Linked DNA regions of Mus musculus: all the other regions are linked to region 2. The links are chromatin contacts, called in public HiChIP or PLAC-seq maps. All regions are on one chromosome and are shown on one strand. Each heading gives the region's core, a stretch centred on a gene start, on an enhancer-like site or on the middle of the called end of the contact. The rest is flanking DNA. Distances are from core to core; before and after follow the strand shown. Region 1 has its middle 18 kb from the start of Gm38456. Region 2 has its middle 4.8 kb from the start of Gm31583. Region 3 overlaps Gm31814 (a long non-coding RNA gene).

What was found. HiChIP or PLAC-seq counts read pairs in DNA pulled down with a chosen protein or histone mark.
Region 1: a FOXA1 HiChIP or PLAC-seq map of pancreatic cancer cells shows a contact between it and region 2. The contact joins two enhancer-like sites. A contact is called at or near these places in 1 of 15 datasets of contacts at CTCF or cohesin (the NIH/3T3 cell line), 5 of 484 Hi-C or Micro-C datasets (bone marrow-derived macrophages, liver, nephron progenitors and 1 more) and 1 of 115 datasets of contacts at active chromatin or transcription factors (pancreatic cancer cells).
Region 3: a contact with region 2 is called in an HNF4G HiChIP or PLAC-seq map of pancreatic cancer cells. The contact joins two enhancer-like sites. A contact is called at or near these places in 6 of 484 Hi-C or Micro-C datasets (all in liver) and 3 of 115 datasets of contacts at active chromatin or transcription factors (liver and pancreatic cancer cells).

Annotation. Positions count from the first base shown.
Region 1 is chr16:24,312,384-24,315,083 of GRCm38.p6, forward strand. No RefSeq gene overlaps it. Among named protein-coding and RNA genes, the nearest start is that of Gm38456, 18 kb to the left of the region's middle. Within about 2 kb of position 1,333, at least 54 of the 459 cell types and tissues checked have an H3K27ac peak or open chromatin away from gene starts, as enhancers often do. A contact at or near this core is called in pancreatic cancer cells, where this site is marked.
Region 2 is chr16:24,093,556-24,096,255 of GRCm38.p6, forward strand. No RefSeq gene overlaps it. Among named protein-coding and RNA genes, the nearest start is that of Gm31583, 4.8 kb to the left of the region's middle. Within about 2 kb of position 1,381, at least 33 of the 459 cell types and tissues checked have an H3K27ac peak or open chromatin away from gene starts, as enhancers often do. A contact at or near this core is called in pancreatic cancer cells, where this site is marked.
Region 3 is chr16:24,237,078-24,239,777 of GRCm38.p6, forward strand. The region is part of intron 1 of Gm31814 (a long non-coding RNA gene); the gene reads right to left. Among named protein-coding and RNA genes, the nearest start is that of Gm31814, 25 kb to the right of the region's middle. Within about 2 kb of position 1,319, at least 143 of the 459 cell types and tissues checked have an H3K27ac peak or open chromatin away from gene starts, as enhancers often do. A contact at or near this core is called in pancreatic cancer cells, where this site is marked.

The DNA of each region.
Region 1 (2,700 bases), core at 83-2,582, 220 kb after region 2:
AATAAAAAATATTAAAAAAAAAACCTCAGAAGCAAAAAAGTCCCAATGCAAAAATAAAGTGATTATAATAGTCTATTTTAAAAGTGAAAAAAAAAAAAAAGACTTGTGACCTGGTAGAGGATTAGTGCCACCTTGCCATTTGCTAACTCTTGTACTTCTGTGATGTGATCTTTGCATTTGTTGGACATCTCAACTAGTTGGATTTGGAGATTTTCTTATTGAGGAACCTACTCTTGAGGGCTCACTCTCCAGCACCAGTCAGTGTGAGGAAAGCAAACTGTTAGAATAGCATCACAATCAAATGGTACAAGAAATAGGAATATACTTAATTAATTAATGTTCATTGACCTCACCAAGAACCATAGGTCAGACAATGGAACCACTAACGTAGATAGTGTGCTAGCCCTTCTCAGGAGCCATAGGGATGGAGCGTTGGCTGATGAGGTCATTCTTTGGCTCTGCACTCTTGGGGTATCACATCACTACTCTGGAACTCTTCCGGAGCACTTCCTCTTTCTCCTTTTGAAATATAGTGTATTTTTTTCATGTTTTGGTTTTTCCTCGCTAGGTTACATGGAGGCACTGCCTAGTCTACTATCTTCCCCGGAAGCCTTCTACATCCATTTTCATAAGACTCCCTTAACAGCCTTTAGAAGCATGATAGACAGAGCTTTATGAGTCCCTGTTCATAAAAATGCCCCCCAGATAAAGTAACTGAGGCTTTTAGACAGGGGACAACCTGGCCCCTAATCCTGATCTCAGTGGAGAGCTAGAACAATCAGAACCTATTCTGCCTCACTGGTGGCCAACATTCTCTTGGCCCATGGTCAGCCCTGATCCACCACTAGCACCAGTGAACGATGAGACACCAGGGCCTTTTTGTGAGTGAATAGGGGGCTGAGCTGTGAAATTATGACCTCATGCCCAGCATTCAGTAAAGCTACTTCTTTTTTTTTTTTTTTTTTTTAGCTACTTCTTTTTGAAACCTCTGCTATTAGTAAAACTGATTGAAGGTGACGCTGTAAAAAAAAAAATACACACCAGTAATTAAATAACAAATAAACACAACAGCTGTCATACACACTAATAGTTCACACATACTGGTTTTACTTCATCCATGGTGCTAAAACAGTGGGCATGAGACCACATGTATGCCTTCACCCTTTTCTGTTGAGCTTGTATTCAAATAGGGAAAATACAGTCTTGCAGACAAATAACTGCTCACATACAACAACAACAGCTGAAGTACAGATAGGTACAAAGTGCTCTGGAAGCCCAGAGGAGGATATGAATAAGCCTCCTTACCTCGTGATCAAGTCTGCTGCCCTCTGGGCTGGGAGCTTCCCAAGGGTAGCAGGGACTGGCATGACTCATCATGATCAAACATAACACAAGGCACATCTGAGATCACCTGCTAACGCTCACTGAATAAACTCTCCGGGAGGGGGCCAGAAAGCACCTGCAGTGCAGCTACCCTGGGCCACATCACTTCATGACCCCCTCCCGGAGAGTTTATTCAGCCAGCATTAGCAGGTGATCTCCGATGTTCCTTGCTTACTGGACTGAGTTAGCAGATCTCCTCAAGTCCACCGTCCTGTGACAAGGACCCCAGCCATCAAGGCTTTAGTTTGAGATCAGAATCAACTGGCCTGGAGGCCTCTCTCACCTGCCACAGTTATCTTGAAAGGCAGAGTGAGATCAAGGCTCTGAGATCCATGGTCACAGCAGGCCAGCTGGCAGGCCAGCTCATCCATCAGGACTCCAGCACCTCACCTTGAACAAGGAAGATAAGAGAATAAAATAACACCTGACACAGCCTTATCATCTGATAATACAACTTCAGTTTTTCCATTAAAGTAACTGAGAGCCTTAGTCCTGCACTTCGTCTGATAAAGAGATCACAGGAAACAAAGCTATTAATTTTTATCTCTGCTCTGCAATAGCAGATTTGAGTGAATTCAATATATCCAACGGGGGAAGTACTTTTTCTAACACTACAACTCGATTAACTTGGGTTTTTTTTCCTGCTTGCTTGTATTTTTCATAATTTTTTTTTTTTGCTCAAAATCTCTAATTGCAGATGTATTAAATGCAGTGGATCTGATGTATTAAATGCAGTGGATCTGACTGTGCTATCACCAGCACACACACACACACACACACACACACACACACACACACATATAATATTTCTGTTCTCCATGCTCTAACCCTGTACTGGTGTACTGGGGAGTGTTATATGGTACAATATAAGGAACTTGAAAGGTTACTTACTTCAGTAATTAACTGAATTAACACTAATCAGAGCTCAGTAGTTCCACCTTTACAATGAGGAGCCGGACTGGTGTTCAATATAATCACACAGCCTCTATGCCTTAGGACCCCGGGACTGAGTAGGTCAATGAGTAGGTCAGGTGAGATAAGAAGGAAAGTCTCTCACAGGAACTGAAAGATAGCAATAGAATCAAACAACCCTGGAGCCTTAGGGTCTGAATGCTGGCCTTTCCTGCCAGACGAGAGGTATAGAAGACCACGTGAATCTATGACTCCTAGGGCCCCGAAATCCCACACACCATGGCCCCGAACCAACTTCCATGCCATAGATTATCTCCTCCCTGGCTGCCCATACCTAGAACAGATCACAGCTCTATGACATGCCTAGGACATATATGCCTTTCTTTCTGTACCTCACTACTATTG
Region 2 (2,700 bases), core at 131-2,630:
CCAACTGGAAACCTTAGATAACCTGAACAAATACCTTAACTTCACAAACAGAAATAGTGGGATCGCTTTAAGGAAGCGAGTGGGAGTCCACAGGACCGAGAGAGATATGGGGATTAAAAACGGGCGACTATGAAAGATGAGTTCAGCCATCCCTCATGGAGCCACAGTTCTGAGCAAAATAGGCCCCTCACCAGCATGGGGAGGGGCAGGCTGGGAAGCCCAGTGAGAAGAACCCCCAAAAGCCTGGGAGCCCGGACATGTGCTTCTGGGCCAAGCCCGCCCTTGTTTGCCCAGCCACCCTGAGCCTCCTGTCACTGTGGTTTGAAATCAAAACATCCATTCTTCCACAAGGTCATGAGCGCTCAAGAGTCTTACTGCCTCTGAAGACAACCATTTCTGTCTGGGTGAGTTCTATTTATCAGAAATGTTTCAAAAGCATGCTAATAGCATCCTTAATTGCACACGCCTCAGTGTTCTTGCTGGCTAGCTGATCAGCTATTTGGGACCTGGTTACTGTGCAGTAGGTAATTCCCTGGAGAATTACTGTCCCCACAAGTCTCTGCTGTCTGTTGTACTGCAAAGAAGGCTGGTCCTCTACCCAGTCCTCAGCCTCTCGGCTCACATACCTAGCTCACATTAATCACTCAGAAAGCACATTGGTAACTTACTGCTTAAAAAAGAATGTGGATTTTGGGGTATTTTTTCCCTCTTCTTTAATCAAGGGAGTGTTGCTCACTATTTACTTTATGAGACAGTTGCACACAAATGATTGGGATTAAGTACTGGCTTGACTGAAGTCTTGGTTTTGGCTCACTCAGAAGTGATGCAACCCAAATCCAGTTATTTGCCCTCTCCAGGTCTGTTTCCTGGTACAAAAAAAATTAATAATATTTACTTTATGGACTATTGAGAGAATTAAATTAGGTGGCTTGTCCCATGGGAAGTACCATTAAGTAATTAAGAAGACATCTTTTCTCCACAGTTCAACCTTATCCACAGTCCGAGTCCTCTTTGGTACCGCTGACCATCTTATTGGTCTCAGTTCTGTCCTCGGAGACCATGCAAAGTAGGCCAAAATCCTCTTTCCACTTGGCCGTCTTTCAAGTATTTCCATTTGACCACAAGCTCCATACATGGCAAAGGACCTCTCCCGAGAAATTGAGGTGGGAAGAAAAAAGTGTATTCAGGACTTCACCACAATCTGGAGAGAGAACCAAGGAATCCCAACTTCTGCCCTGGAGTGACTGACCACTTCACACCTACCTCCAAGAACAGAGGGGCCAGCCAGAGCTCTTAGAAAATGGCACTGTGGTAGCACATGGCACCGAAGTGCTGACACATGGCTCTTTGATGTGGGCCTTAGCTCATGATGTTGCTTTATTTCCTTAAGTTCGAAGATAAGCATGGGCCACTAGAACCACTTCAGTGAGGAGCAGAGCGAGCTGCCCCGAAGGCTTTTAGGAATTTTCCCACAGAAGTATTGCAGCCAATTGTGCAAACTTGAAAATGGTTTCATGCAAATCTATTTTGCAAATACGTACAATCTTTTTCTGAATTGTTTTTATAACCCCACATCTCTGCACTATCGAAACCCTCAGATACCTGGTTTCTTCTCTCAGGTGGAAGCAATTTCTGAAGCAAGAGAGGGCTTGACTCAATAACTGAAGACTTGGACAAACTGCTCTATGTGTTAAACGGGCACTGTAAGAAACCTATTTGCTACCCTTCTGCCTGCTTGGGATGTGAGCACTCTGTGATCCCTGGTTTAGAAGTGTGACTGACGGACAATTGGAAAATCCCTTTAACTATGTGGTCCTGTAACTTGTCCCACAGGGAACCTTCTTAGCTCTAGGTGATCTTGAAGCTTGAGCTCCTACCAGGAGTTAGTAGCTTATAGGGGTCAGGGAGGGGACCTTGGCAAGATTCCTCCACTAGGATACTAAGTAGACTCAAAGTTTTCAAGGTTACTTTGAAACCAAGAAGCACTACTTTCCCATCTATATTTATTCTAATGGTGAGGTAGCTTCTGGTGAGAATTTGATTAAACAGTGCACTGAAGGCTGCCGTTCACTGTTATGTCTTGATCAAAATTTCAGGGATGTATTATGTTATTTCCTGTGTGAGACTGGAGAAACCTCCCCTCCATGACTGACAGCCTGGTAGGACAAGCTAAGACTTTAATTTTGACCTCCTGTCAGTCTCAGGGCAGGGCTCAGTCTATTACCATGATGACTAGATCAGAAAGTTGACCTTATTAGTCATTCTTCTCTGTCTATAGACAGTCCCAGGCAATGTTTACGATATGACTTCTAAGAGACTAGGAGTCTATCCATTCCACTTTCTGTACCTGGAGCAGCTAGAGTTCAGAGCCCTCTGTCTCCAGTGATAAGTAGTCTTCTCTCCATGCCCCAGGATAATAACGCTGTGGCTTGATCTGTGCACTGGAAAGCACCGAGCTTCACGGTGAATCTTAAGTCTTTCAAAATATACAGTGTTATTTTAAAATTATGGGGACAATAAAAACTAGCCAGCCTTTGGTTGTGCCAATTTTGTCCCTAAGGTCACACTTATGTGTGGAACCCCCTCCTTGTGACCTGGTGCCATGACTCTGCCTGTCTCCATTTCTCCGTCTAGAGAAGAGAATCTGTAACTTCAAAGACTTAGGCAAGCCCCAAGTACTCTCCCACAGAAACTGGGTGA
Region 3 (2,700 bases), core at 69-2,568, 140 kb after region 2:
GATCTAGGAACTGAGGTGACTACCTTCCTATCCCCTCTCCACTCTTCAGCTCTTGGCTCATGACCAGACTCTTCCTCCTACTGTGACACAGGAATGTCCAAGCACCTTAGACTGGACTTTCAGGTGACTCCTTACTATAGGCCAAAGTCCAGGCGTGAGCTGTGTCCGGTCCAGATGAAAGTGTGCCATTCTTCCAGGACTGGCTTTCTATTTCTTGCTTTACCTTCCCAATGGTCTCTTCATGCCTTTGCTCCCAGCCTTCCAAAGTCCAAGTGCACATATTAAACTTCCTTCATTTCTCTTCCTATCTGTCTAACTAGAGGTAACTTCAGAGTAGTTAAATTCCTCCATTACTGAATGTCTGCTTTCTAATCCATGTAACAGCCAAAGAGACATGATTTTATAACACTTACCGTTTTAAACTTTGGTTAACTCACACAGGCCTTTATTATCAGATGGCTTTCTCTTCATCTAAATCAGCCATCTCCTGCAGCAGGAGGAGATCAGATAACAGAACACAGCAGACCTCAGAAAGGGCTGCCCAGTGCTGATTGCTCGGTGCCGAGCTTAAGAAGTCCCTGTATTCATCAGCTGGCTAGCAGATTAATTTTTTTTATTTTATACACATGTGATAATAATGTAACTTGAACATCTGTTGTGTTTAGATACAGTAACTACATGACCATTTTCAATGAGGCCTCTCAGGAAAAAAAGAAAAGATCTTAGCTTGCCACTGACTGTCTTGTAATACTGGCTGGCTCAATCCATGTCTGTTTGGCTTCATGGTGAGTAAAGCCACTGACTGACCTTCTTCTGTGTGCAACTCAAGAAACATAAGTTAAGTAGGACTACAAGAGTTGGCTAAGGGAGCTCAAAAATCTCCGTCAAAGTAACTGGGGCTACTTAGGAGGAATCAGGTAGCTGCTGGAGCTGGTAAGTGTACGCAAATGCTCACATATTTGGAAACACCCCTACTAAAAGGAATAGTAATAAATAGAAGGAAGCAGAGCGGGCCTCATATAGCAGAACAGCTGTGCAGAGCTCAAGGGGAGGTAGGATTTCAGTGGGCCAACACGGGCTCAGGGGCCAGTTCAGGCAGGGAACATGAGGAGCCATGGCACAGAGTGGGAAATACAAGGTGCCCAGGGAGAGCTGGGCATGCTCATTGGTGGCTTCAGCTGGTGGAGCAAGCAGGAAGCAAGGGAGATGGGCTGGAAAGGTATTGTAAGGTCAGAGCAGAAAGGCCCAGAGAGGCATGGTGAGGAGCTGGGCCAGGGAAAGTGATCTCACTGGCTAAGCTTGAGGGGGCCTGCCCCTCCTCAGACGGCCTGGGTGCAGGCCCAGAGCAGGACATGTGGCAGCAACTGGCAGGGAGGGTGCTGGCAGCTCCACCAAGCTTGTTTCTTCACCAGGAAACAAGGTTTCCTGTAACTTAGACCCATGAATCAGCATTTCCTCTGTCAATAATACACAGCAAGAGACGCACCAGCACGGAGCTTGAGGGGAATGGAAGAAAGCAAGGAATATTCCATGACATAGCTGGCCTCTGCTCCCGTTCCCTCCTGATACGCTCGCAAATAGCACTCACATTGCCTAAGATCCTTTTCTTAGCTCAGTCCCCCCGTGAAGACTAAGTTGCACACAACACCTGCCTCTCTTATCCCATTAGATGTTTCCATCATCATTGGAAGCCACTCGTCCAGTCCTTTACTGGTGTGCAACAGTGAACCACGCATGGGTGACTTGCCTTGGAGTCGACTCCATGTTGAAGTGCTATCGAATTAACCCAATAATTCCACAAGGTCCACAGGGAGCGTGCAAGCTACTTCACTAGTAGAGACACGGAGGAGAAATGCTGGCCTGTCAGCTGTTTACAAGAAGCCAGACCTGATCTGGTGCCTCAAACACAGTACAGGGGACACAGAATCTAGAGCAGTGAGGCTATCTATAAAACACTTAATACCTTTATCGCAAGTATAGTTAGTGATGGCGATTGAACTGATAAAATATTTAATGAACTTAATTTCTAGTAGTAAAATAGTACGCGTACATATTTTGTCGATCACTAGAAAGAATCATATCTGCTCTCTTACTCCATTTATCATGCCAGACTCTGTCCTAAATAGACAAATAGCCCTGCCCTCCATAAAGCTTATGTTCTGGTTTCCTACCGTGCAGACAATGAACAAGAGGAGAGTAAGCTGCAGGGTTACACGTGTGTAGATCAGCAGAGAGCAGAGAGAAGAAGAGGAGTGTGCAGCATCTTTACACGGCCTGTAGAGGGACGGTGCCTTTGAAAACGTGTTTGTTAAAGCAAGCTCCCGAAAGTCAAAGAAGACGTGTGGCCATGTGGGGCAATGGGAGTCAGCACCAGAAACACTATGCAGGTGGCCTGAGACAGTACCCATTGGAATGTCCAAAAAAAGAAAAAAATGTCAAGAAATCAAGAATGACCAGCATGGAGAGAGAACGGGGGAAGGTTAAGGAGGCAGAGCAGAGTGGGAGTCGTGAGTCAACTTAGAGAAGTGCTATCACCTACTTAAATTTAAATAATGAAAGATGAAATAAGTCAAGAACAGCAGATGGAAAACAACCACCACAAAAATATAGGAAGGACACTTAGAATTGGCAAAGAAGACAGGAAAAGGAAAGGCAAGGGTGGTATGGAAAGAAAGAAGAAATGCAGTAGCTGCCTTCCAC